Regions from separate parts of the Anser cygnoides genome. Here regions 1 and 2 are each linked to region 3. The links are chromatin contacts, called in public Hi-C maps. All regions are on one chromosome and are shown on one strand. The core of a region is the stretch at or near the end of the contact, and the rest is flanking DNA. Distances in the headings are between cores, read along the strand shown. Region 1 overlaps SLC22A23 (solute carrier family 22 member 23). Region 2 has its middle 9.4 kb from the start of SLC22A23. Region 3 overlaps LOC106043852 (a long non-coding RNA gene).

Region 1 (2,858 bases), core at 138-2,637, 200 kb before region 3:
CATTTGATTGTTCCGCACTAAAACATGCCTTGCTTCATGCCATAGGCAGAAAAGATTCTCCGAGCTACCCAGCCAGCACATCAGCAGAACCCCAAGATGATAGGATGCCATCTGAAAGAACGCAAAACTAGACCAGTTTCATCTATCATGCAGTTTCACGTTTTAATCAGAAGCAATTAGCTTCTTCTGATCCCAACCTTGCTCTCATCACAGATCTGCTTCTTTTCCCCACTGGGACAGGGAAGAAGGAAGTTTGCTAAGTAAATAATCATCACTAATACGCTAACAATTAAAATATGATTTGTTAATCATATGACAGTCTTGTGAATACTCAACACGATTAAGTCAATTTTCGTAGCTTCCATATACCACCCACTTCTCCACCACTTCTTTTATTTTCAGTAGCAGTTCTCTTTATTCTGAGACATTTTGATCTTCTCCAGCCTTCACCCTACCAAGATTAGTCAACTAACTTCTTTCTCAGCTGATGCGATCTGCTTCACTTTTTCCAACTCCATAACGCCATCCAACATCAAAGCGCCGGGAGATACAGCATCCTGCTTGCAGCTTTCATGGATGCTACATTCATATTCAGAATATTTCCATCTCTCTTCTAGATCTCTGCGCTGTGATTAAGTGTCTTTTCTACATGTGTTCTGACATCATTGGGAAGTCACTGTCGCAAAAACGACTAACTTAAAACCTACTCCTTGCTTTAACCCTTTGGACACACTAACTTCAAACCTACCCCTTTGGACACATGAGAAGTCGAGGCAACATCACCCCCCACTAGCAGTTGCCCAAGTCATACATGGAAAAATGTTTTTCCAGTGCCACCCCTCAGTTTTCAGCTGACGACCACCCTTACGCTGAACAAGGCACCTTCTGGTGGGCCTGGCTTCATGGCCCAGCTAAATAAGAAGTAGAATGAGCTGCCAAATTGGTGTTTTGAACTGGCCTAAACGCTGTAAATAGAAGCCATATGTTTAAAAAACCATACCCGCCCCGCCCCCCCCAAAAAAAAAAAAAAAACCACCCACAACATTTTAGTTAAATATTAACATTCGCTATCATCTGATAATCAAAAACACGTTAACGCTTTGAAGACCAGCATTTTCCAGGACAACACATGCTTAAAACAAACTGCACATAGACAACTTCAAAAGGGCTGGTGTGGCAAAATCCAATTCACACTCTTATTAGGCCTTCTTTTGAAGTGGGGGAAAAGCCTCAAAAATGCCAAGCTTGGGATACAATTCCAAAATGAAGACGAGAACAGGAGATAAGGAGAGGAAGCCTTTCCTCATGAGAAATACTTGCTCAAAGTCACCGTAGATAAAAATTAATTTTGACATGCAGTTATCACCGCTGTAACCCTGCCCGCTCATCATTTGAGGTCTACAGTCACTATAACCCGGGCAAACGGAAAAGAAGAGGGAGAGGAAAAAAGGGTCTGGTATTAATTCAGACTTAACTAAATGTTAGGGGGAAGGAAGAAGGGATAAAAATATGCAGCTTGCTTCACAAATGAAGAGAAGAAACTGGTCTGTCAAGCTTGTATTGTTCATGCAGACAGCATTTTACACAGCCCTGGGAGAGAGAGGGGAGGAAAAGGTCTTACACTGTAATTTACATTCCCTATCCTTAATAATATTTGTAGCTGGGACATTGCGACATTGTAGACACGCTCATGGACTTCGGTCCAGAGGCCGAGAGGAGACTGGGCAGCACCAGAGCATTAACACAGAGACAGCGCTTGAGCCAAAAACGAATTCCTCCAGCCCCATCCAAAACCCCTTTCATGGAACCAGACCACCTGGTGCTGTGAAAACAGTGCACAAGAGTAACTATAAACCACATGCTGCTGGATAACGTGAACATGCTGTTTTCTAGACCTTACAAGTAATGTTCCTGATTCTCCCAACCTCGTTACTTGTGTACCTGAACACGTGCCCCAAAAACTAGTATCAGAATACATTCGTTTATCTGGTCTTTTGTTCTCACATTTCAGTAGGACAACCTGCATTTGGGGCTCTCTCCTAGCTGTAAATTAAAGACAGAATAAAAATCCTAACAAAGCTCTACACTACGTATTGAATTTTCCTCCCGGGGATAAGATGAGAGATTAAAAAAGAAAAGAACTTTCCTTGGCAGTACGGACCTTCACTTATATCATTTAACACACTACCGAGAAGGCTTTCAGGCACTACCACAGTGAGGACAGCATTACATACAGAACGATGGCGTGAGTGGTAAAGATGTCCGTGATGCTGGCAGTCAGACAGAGAAGTACACGCCTTGCACCAGCCTTCTCCATGGGACCCTTGCCCCCAAAAAACCTTTGCCCTTGCCTCTCGTTACCACCTCTCCAGCACAGGCTGCGGCCCCAAGGGCAGCGCTTGCACCACGCTCGCAGGGGAATTCAAACAAGGTCACCTGCTGGCAAAAGCCAACAGAAAATAATCACATTTTTAGAGCCAAGCACACATTTTGGAGTTGAACAGACGGGAGCCCAAGAGACACCACGCTGAGGGAATTCAGCACGGAAACCTCAGCACGGCTGCAAAGTTGCAGGATCTCCTTCCTCAGACAGGATTCTCCCATCTCCTACACGTCACCTACAGCACAGATGATTGCTGCCTTCTCCAGCAAGGCTTCAGCCTCATCTCATTGACCCTACAGTTTCTCAAGGATAACCCCGAGCCAGGAGCACGAGGGGAGGAAGGCATACCAGAGGGCGCGTGCGGTTGTTCCAAGCAGGGATGCCAGGTAGCGTGGAGGGGAAAACGAATGGAAAGAAGCGGGCTGATGGCGAAAACAGAAGACAAAGTACATAAAAGCTTAAATATTTCAGCTTC
Region 2 (2,799 bases), core at 140-2,639, 180 kb before region 3:
TTAATCACAATCTAATCTGACAGGGAAGGAAAATCCACTTTCAAGAACTGTGACCATCAAAGCAGGATAATTGAGTAACTAATACCTGACCCTAGAAAGCATTTCTGGTATGACTAGCCATTGCTGCAGAACCAGGCTTTGAAAAAGTGGTAGCAAGAGGCAATTCCTGTCCTCTACAACACTGGTTATCTTGGAATAAAAGCCAACATTCCTTGCTACAACAGGGACAAAAAGCAAGATCCTTGATCCTATCCATCCATCTATTTATGCATTATTTGGCATTCACCGCTGCTGTACCCTAAATCACAGGCAGGAATTACTGGGATACCAAGTGCAGACCTTGCTAAATTTGACCTGCCCAAGTGGGATACTCTCATTGCCCACCCACAGAGGACACCTGCAACAGTGGCCCACAGCTCAGCTCGTGGTTTGGGTTCTCCTCAATAAAGCCTTTCAAAAATTTCCAGAGCAGCATATTCTCTTTTCTCCGCGTACAAACCAAGCATGACTGTGCACATATGGTTTAAGAGGGAAATAAGAGCATTAATTAGTTCAAGTCAGAGAAAGAGCATGTTGATTTTGCTCAAGAAAATTGTTATGAAATAAAATAGCTGCCATAAGAACAAAGGGGAAAGAAAGGTGGGGAAAAAAATCGTAACTCGATATTTAATATTTTTGTTATATTTTCTATCAACATTTGAAGATTCAAGAGAAAAGAGGCTTGCACTGCTACTTAGAATCCAGACCACCTTGTGCAAATACAGCTCTGCAGCGTGGTCAGCCCAGCAGACTTTGTCTTTCCAGGCCTAACCACCGATTTATTTATTTATTTTTGGCCTGAGCATACGCAGCCTAAAGTCGAGGAGCCCGTGAGCTTCTGAAATTAATAAAACAGAAGGGAGGAGGGTTCATCCAAAGTGCTCTGCGTTTTACACCACTGGAGCCCTAGAGCCCGCTGCGCCTGAAGCAAAGGGTGAAGTTGCAACCAGCTTTGCTCAGGACCAGCTTGGATGCGGCCAGCACGTGCAGCTCACGGGGATGTTTGCTCACCCAGTGTGCCCACGCAAGGTGAGAGCCCTCAGCCTTACCAAGTGTGTTGCACCAAATGGCCCACTGCAGACTTACCCCAGCCTTTTCTGCTCCCCGCTGATGCTGCTGTGCCTGGGGAGCCTGAAAATACAGCAGCCAGCCAGAAAAAGGCAAATTCTTCTGCAGCTGGAGGCATCTAGTTAGAAACACATAGCTAGGAGGGAACAGCTGCCAGCAGCAGCCAGAGGAGAATGAGAGGTTACACCTGGAGAGACTAAAAGTGCTACCGGGGGGGAGTCAGCTGGGTAAGAATTTCTGGCTTGGGGAGGTTTGGCTTAAAAAATAAATAAATAAAGGAAACAGCAAATTGTAAGCAATACTGTGAAGAAACAGACTTGGTATAAGATGACAGGGGAAAGGAAAATTAAACTTTCATTCCCACCAGGTTCCTGTTTGCGGGTAAGAGACGAAAGAACAGAGGACAAGAAGTGGGTGCTGCAGCTCTTGCTGCGGCCTTTCCTTGCTTCTCCATTGTACCCATTCGGCTGGTCCACTGATGGATGAGCAGAACAGGCAACATCAGTGGCCTCGATCAGCAGCGAGGAGTCTGGTTTTTGCTAGAAAACCTGCATTTCTCTTTGGACAAGCCAGGGTTTCTGCCATCTTTCTCAGGAAGAAATGAACTGGGCAACGGGTTAAAAGTAACTAGCATTTAAAAAACAGTCTGTACTGGTGACTGCAGATGTTGTAAATTGTTCCCACTTGTGACCTTGCTGTGGGAGAACATGAAAGGCCTCCCTCCACCAGTGTCGTGGCTGTTTGGAATGAGATAGGAAGTAAGCCAAACCTATCTTGGCAGCAGCCACGTGCATCTCTCAGCTTAGCTGCCCTGCCAAAATACCTCAGGCAGGACGTTGCTGATGTCCAGTTCCCTTCCATAGGGATCAAGTGTTCCTGGCCAGAGGGATTTTGACAAGAGACTTGTATGTTTATTAGCTTTAATACTATTTCTGGTCTTCAGGCAGGAGGGATGCTGTTAGGCTGCCTTCACAGTGGTGTTGACCTATCTGTGATCTCCTAACTTAGTGTCAAGTGATTATTCTCACTATTCACATCACTGGCTCCTCGTTATCTTTGTAACCTTACCTGTAGCAGGTGACTAACTGGTGACCAGTTCAGCTTCTCCTCTACAGCACTCTTAGTTGTGTTCCCCATGCGTGTGGCCCCCCTACAACGCCCCCATTTCTGGCATTAACAACCCACTGACACGGGATGAGGATGGATCTGTATAATTATGCAGCAATTCTCTGTTAACCTCTCTCAATTATTTTTAAAAGCATGTTGCTATGGGAAAACGCTCCTGGAGTCAGTTATTTTAATTTTTAATTCTTAGCTGCTTAAGCCCATCCTTCCACTATTTTCCGCTTAGGGGACAAACTTTTATCCAGTTAGTTATTAGCTTTAGTCCAATAACTAGTCCAGCTAGTTATTAGCTTTATCCAGCTAATTATGTTGTTCACTTTGCCAGGAATGAACTGCCCTATCCACAACTCAGACATGCAAATCAGCGCAGCGCTCATCGAGTGGTAGCTGACACTAAAAAAGGAAGAAGTTTACACGTAGCAAGTTTTAAAGCTTGGGACCAAGCTTCTTTTCCTTGTTTTATTACAGGTGGACAAAGTAAGCATGGTACAAAGCTCATCACTATTTCTTTTAAAAACACAAATAGAAGAGCAGAGTCCAAGCTGGATAAAGTTCAGAGGCTACTGT
Region 3 (2,700 bases), core at 147-2,646:
GGAATATAGCCAAGACAGGCAAACATCAACCTATAATATTAAAAAGAATCTTGAAATATGCAAAAATGTGCAAGTTGATTTAAAAAGTTTTGCAAAGGCATTCCCATTCTTTTCCACTCATGGTGTACCAGTAGAGAGAATAAGAAATAGCAATCTGATTCAAGTCCACATCCCTCCAAACTAGCAAAGACACCTTTCTCAGTTAACATGCCACGGATACAAGCTGTTCTTGTCTTTGTTATATCTATACCTTGTCACAAGTGTCTTCTGAATATAGATCCTAAACCAGGATTTCCTAAAGTACACCCATATTCAGGGAAGCAACACAAACATATCCTTAAGGGATAGACCACAGAAATAATTTAGTTAAAAATTTGCTTTTTTTTTTTTTAAATCAGGATCTGATTTTGTTTGTCTGTTTGTTTCATATTCAACATAAGAAGAACTACCAGTTGATAAAAAATAAAAAATACCCCTTTTCTTGAGAGATCCTTTCCACAGCATAGAAGCAGCACTAAATATTTGACTTAAACAGCACTCAATATTTGACTGTACAGTTGTTGTTGTTGGTTTTTTTTCCTTAAGTAATTTAAGTGGTAACATAAAAAAGACACATGTAATCCACCTGTACAAATTCATACATGCTGTATCAGAGAGGCCTTGAGACTTGTTCAGTACTCACAGTGCCGGTAGTGAAAGGCTTTGATGCCAGCACGTATTCCCATGTGCCTCTGCAAAGCTAACTTTAAGAACACTTCCTGACAGAAAGGAAATGAACCTTGTCAGAGTTGGAAAATCATCATCTATTTTTCCTGTATAAGTGGTCTGAAGAGATGACATTTCTCAACTAGTATGTTAATTCAGGTTTTTGATTATTTTTATCACAAGTATTTGAGCTTATTACTTATATAGGAAATACTGATATCATTACGGGAGGGATGAGAGCATAAAGATTCCTATCAGACCTGTCTACAGTCAAGTAATTCAGTTATTATTTTATTATCTTTCAACTAGTTATTTATATTCCCAGAATGACATAGCTTCCTGTGTTGAAGTAATTCACTAGCAGCCAATACTGCACAACGCAGCATGCTCACATTGGATTGTTGTATTTTCCTGTTTGAATGGTCTGCCTACATTTTTTAGGAATTTTTTCTCTGTGTGAAAAATACAGATTCTACCTTCTCTATGGCATGACCTGTTACACTTTCAGGCCTGCAAGTGGAATTTATCCAAATGGAAAAATAATGTGTGTCAGAATTACGTGTGCTTGTAAACAAAGAGAGGATTCCTAGGAAACAAAACTGTAAAACATTTATGGATCGTAGATCTACTGTTCCAAATTCCTTGATTTGCCAGATTCTTCCCCACACCATGCTTATAATACCTCAAAACCATTTAACTCTATGCCTCAAGCATATAAAGTTCCTCAAACCTCAGCAAAAACAAAGGAAGCACCGGTTGTTCACAAATTCACAAACAAGTCTGTAATGCACATCTATAACACAATAATTTCAAAGGGAGAAATATAAGCAGAGAACAACTTTAAAATCCTTGTCCTGTGGAAGTTAACTATAGCAGCTTTGAAAGGTGCTTACACCTCTATCCAGATTATCGATCAACATAGCAAAATGAAACAATTCCCTTTCAAATCATACCTGTAAATAATTAACTACCAAGTAAATACTAATTCTGACTACACGCACTACATTCACATGTTAGATGTAATAAACAGGGTTACTCATTCTTTAAATACTCTATAATGAAAACACAGTTATTTTCATGACACATTTGTGAAGACAATGGAAGTCCTGTCATCTTAAAAACAAAGTATTTTAGAAAACAATGAAATTAGTTTATATTATGCTCAAGACTTCTACTGGTAGAAGTATTTCTGCTAATTCAAAAGACAGACTGAATCATACGGCTGTTATTTTACGTAATAAGATTCAAAACAAGAAAGATGCAAAAGGGGACTTGGCTTAATCCCCAATTATTTGTGTAGCTTAATACTTTCTTGCACCAGAGCAATAAAGCTTTGCACCAGAGAAATAAAGCTTACATTGCTTAAAGAATGAAAGCCCTTAATTTGCATGAGGGAACTAAAGTGCTTAGGGGAATTGTTGAAGTGCTTGATACATAGAAGGTGTGAAAGCTAAAACAATAATCTCAGTAAAACCAAGGGCCTATAAGGAAAAGTCTGGGATTTAAACAGTGGGCTTCAAGATGAAAGCCAACTCTGAAAGGCGAGCAGTACAATCCTGAATAACTCTTTGCATTAATTTTTCCCCTCTTCCCTAAACATTTGTGTTCTCTCATGGGGAAAGGCTATCATAAAAAGGCTTTCACATTGTGAAAGATCTAGATTCTCAGCTCCTACAGGATAGACAGAACTTTTTTAGCACTATGAAACAGAGACCAAAAATGCAGAGGCTGATTTCTGTAATATCTTTGTGAATCTAACACAAGCACAGTAGTTCAAATGTATATAATGTGCTGATTAACAGACTGGGAAAACATTCTTTGTTACCATTTCTATTCATTGAAATCAGAATTAAAAGTGTACTTTTATGCATTCAGAGGACGTCTTTCACAGTGACATAGCAGAACAACCTTTCCCTGTTAGTGGATTAAATGCTTTGTAGAAGAGTAGAGCTATTTGGATTTTCTAGCTATTTCAATCATTCCTTAACAAGTTTA

What was found. Hi-C and Micro-C count contacts between places; a contact is called where the count stands out from the background.
Region 1: a Hi-C map of liver shows a contact between it and region 3, with 2.6 times the contacts expected there. The contact joins two enhancer-like sites. A contact is called at or near these places in 2 of 7 Hi-C or Micro-C datasets (both in liver).
Region 2: a Hi-C map of liver shows a contact between it and region 3, with 2.0 times the contacts expected there. The contact joins two enhancer-like sites. A contact is called at or near these places in 2 of 7 Hi-C or Micro-C datasets (both in liver).

Annotation. Positions count from the first base shown.
Region 1 is chr2:84,648,169-84,651,026 of Taihu_goose_T2T_genome, forward strand. All of the region lies in intron 1 of SLC22A23 (solute carrier family 22 member 23), which reads right to left. Among named protein-coding and RNA genes, the nearest start is that of SLC22A23, 8.1 kb to the right of the region's middle. Within about 2 kb of position 1,388, at least 2 of the 3 cell types and tissues checked have open chromatin away from gene starts, as enhancers often do. A contact at or near this core is called in liver, where this site is marked.
Region 2 is chr2:84,665,717-84,668,515 of Taihu_goose_T2T_genome, forward strand. No RefSeq gene overlaps it. Among named protein-coding and RNA genes, the nearest start is that of SLC22A23, 9.4 kb to the left of the region's middle. Within about 2 kb of position 1,390, at least 1 of the 3 cell types and tissues checked has open chromatin away from gene starts, as enhancers often do. A contact at or near this core is called in liver, where this site is marked.
Region 3 is chr2:84,847,150-84,849,849 of Taihu_goose_T2T_genome, forward strand. All of the region lies in intron 3 of LOC106043852 (a long non-coding RNA gene), which reads right to left. Among named protein-coding and RNA genes, the nearest start is that of PRP4K, 12 kb to the right of the region's middle. Within about 2 kb of position 1,397, at least 1 of the 3 cell types and tissues checked has open chromatin away from gene starts, as enhancers often do. A contact at or near this core is called in liver, where this site is marked.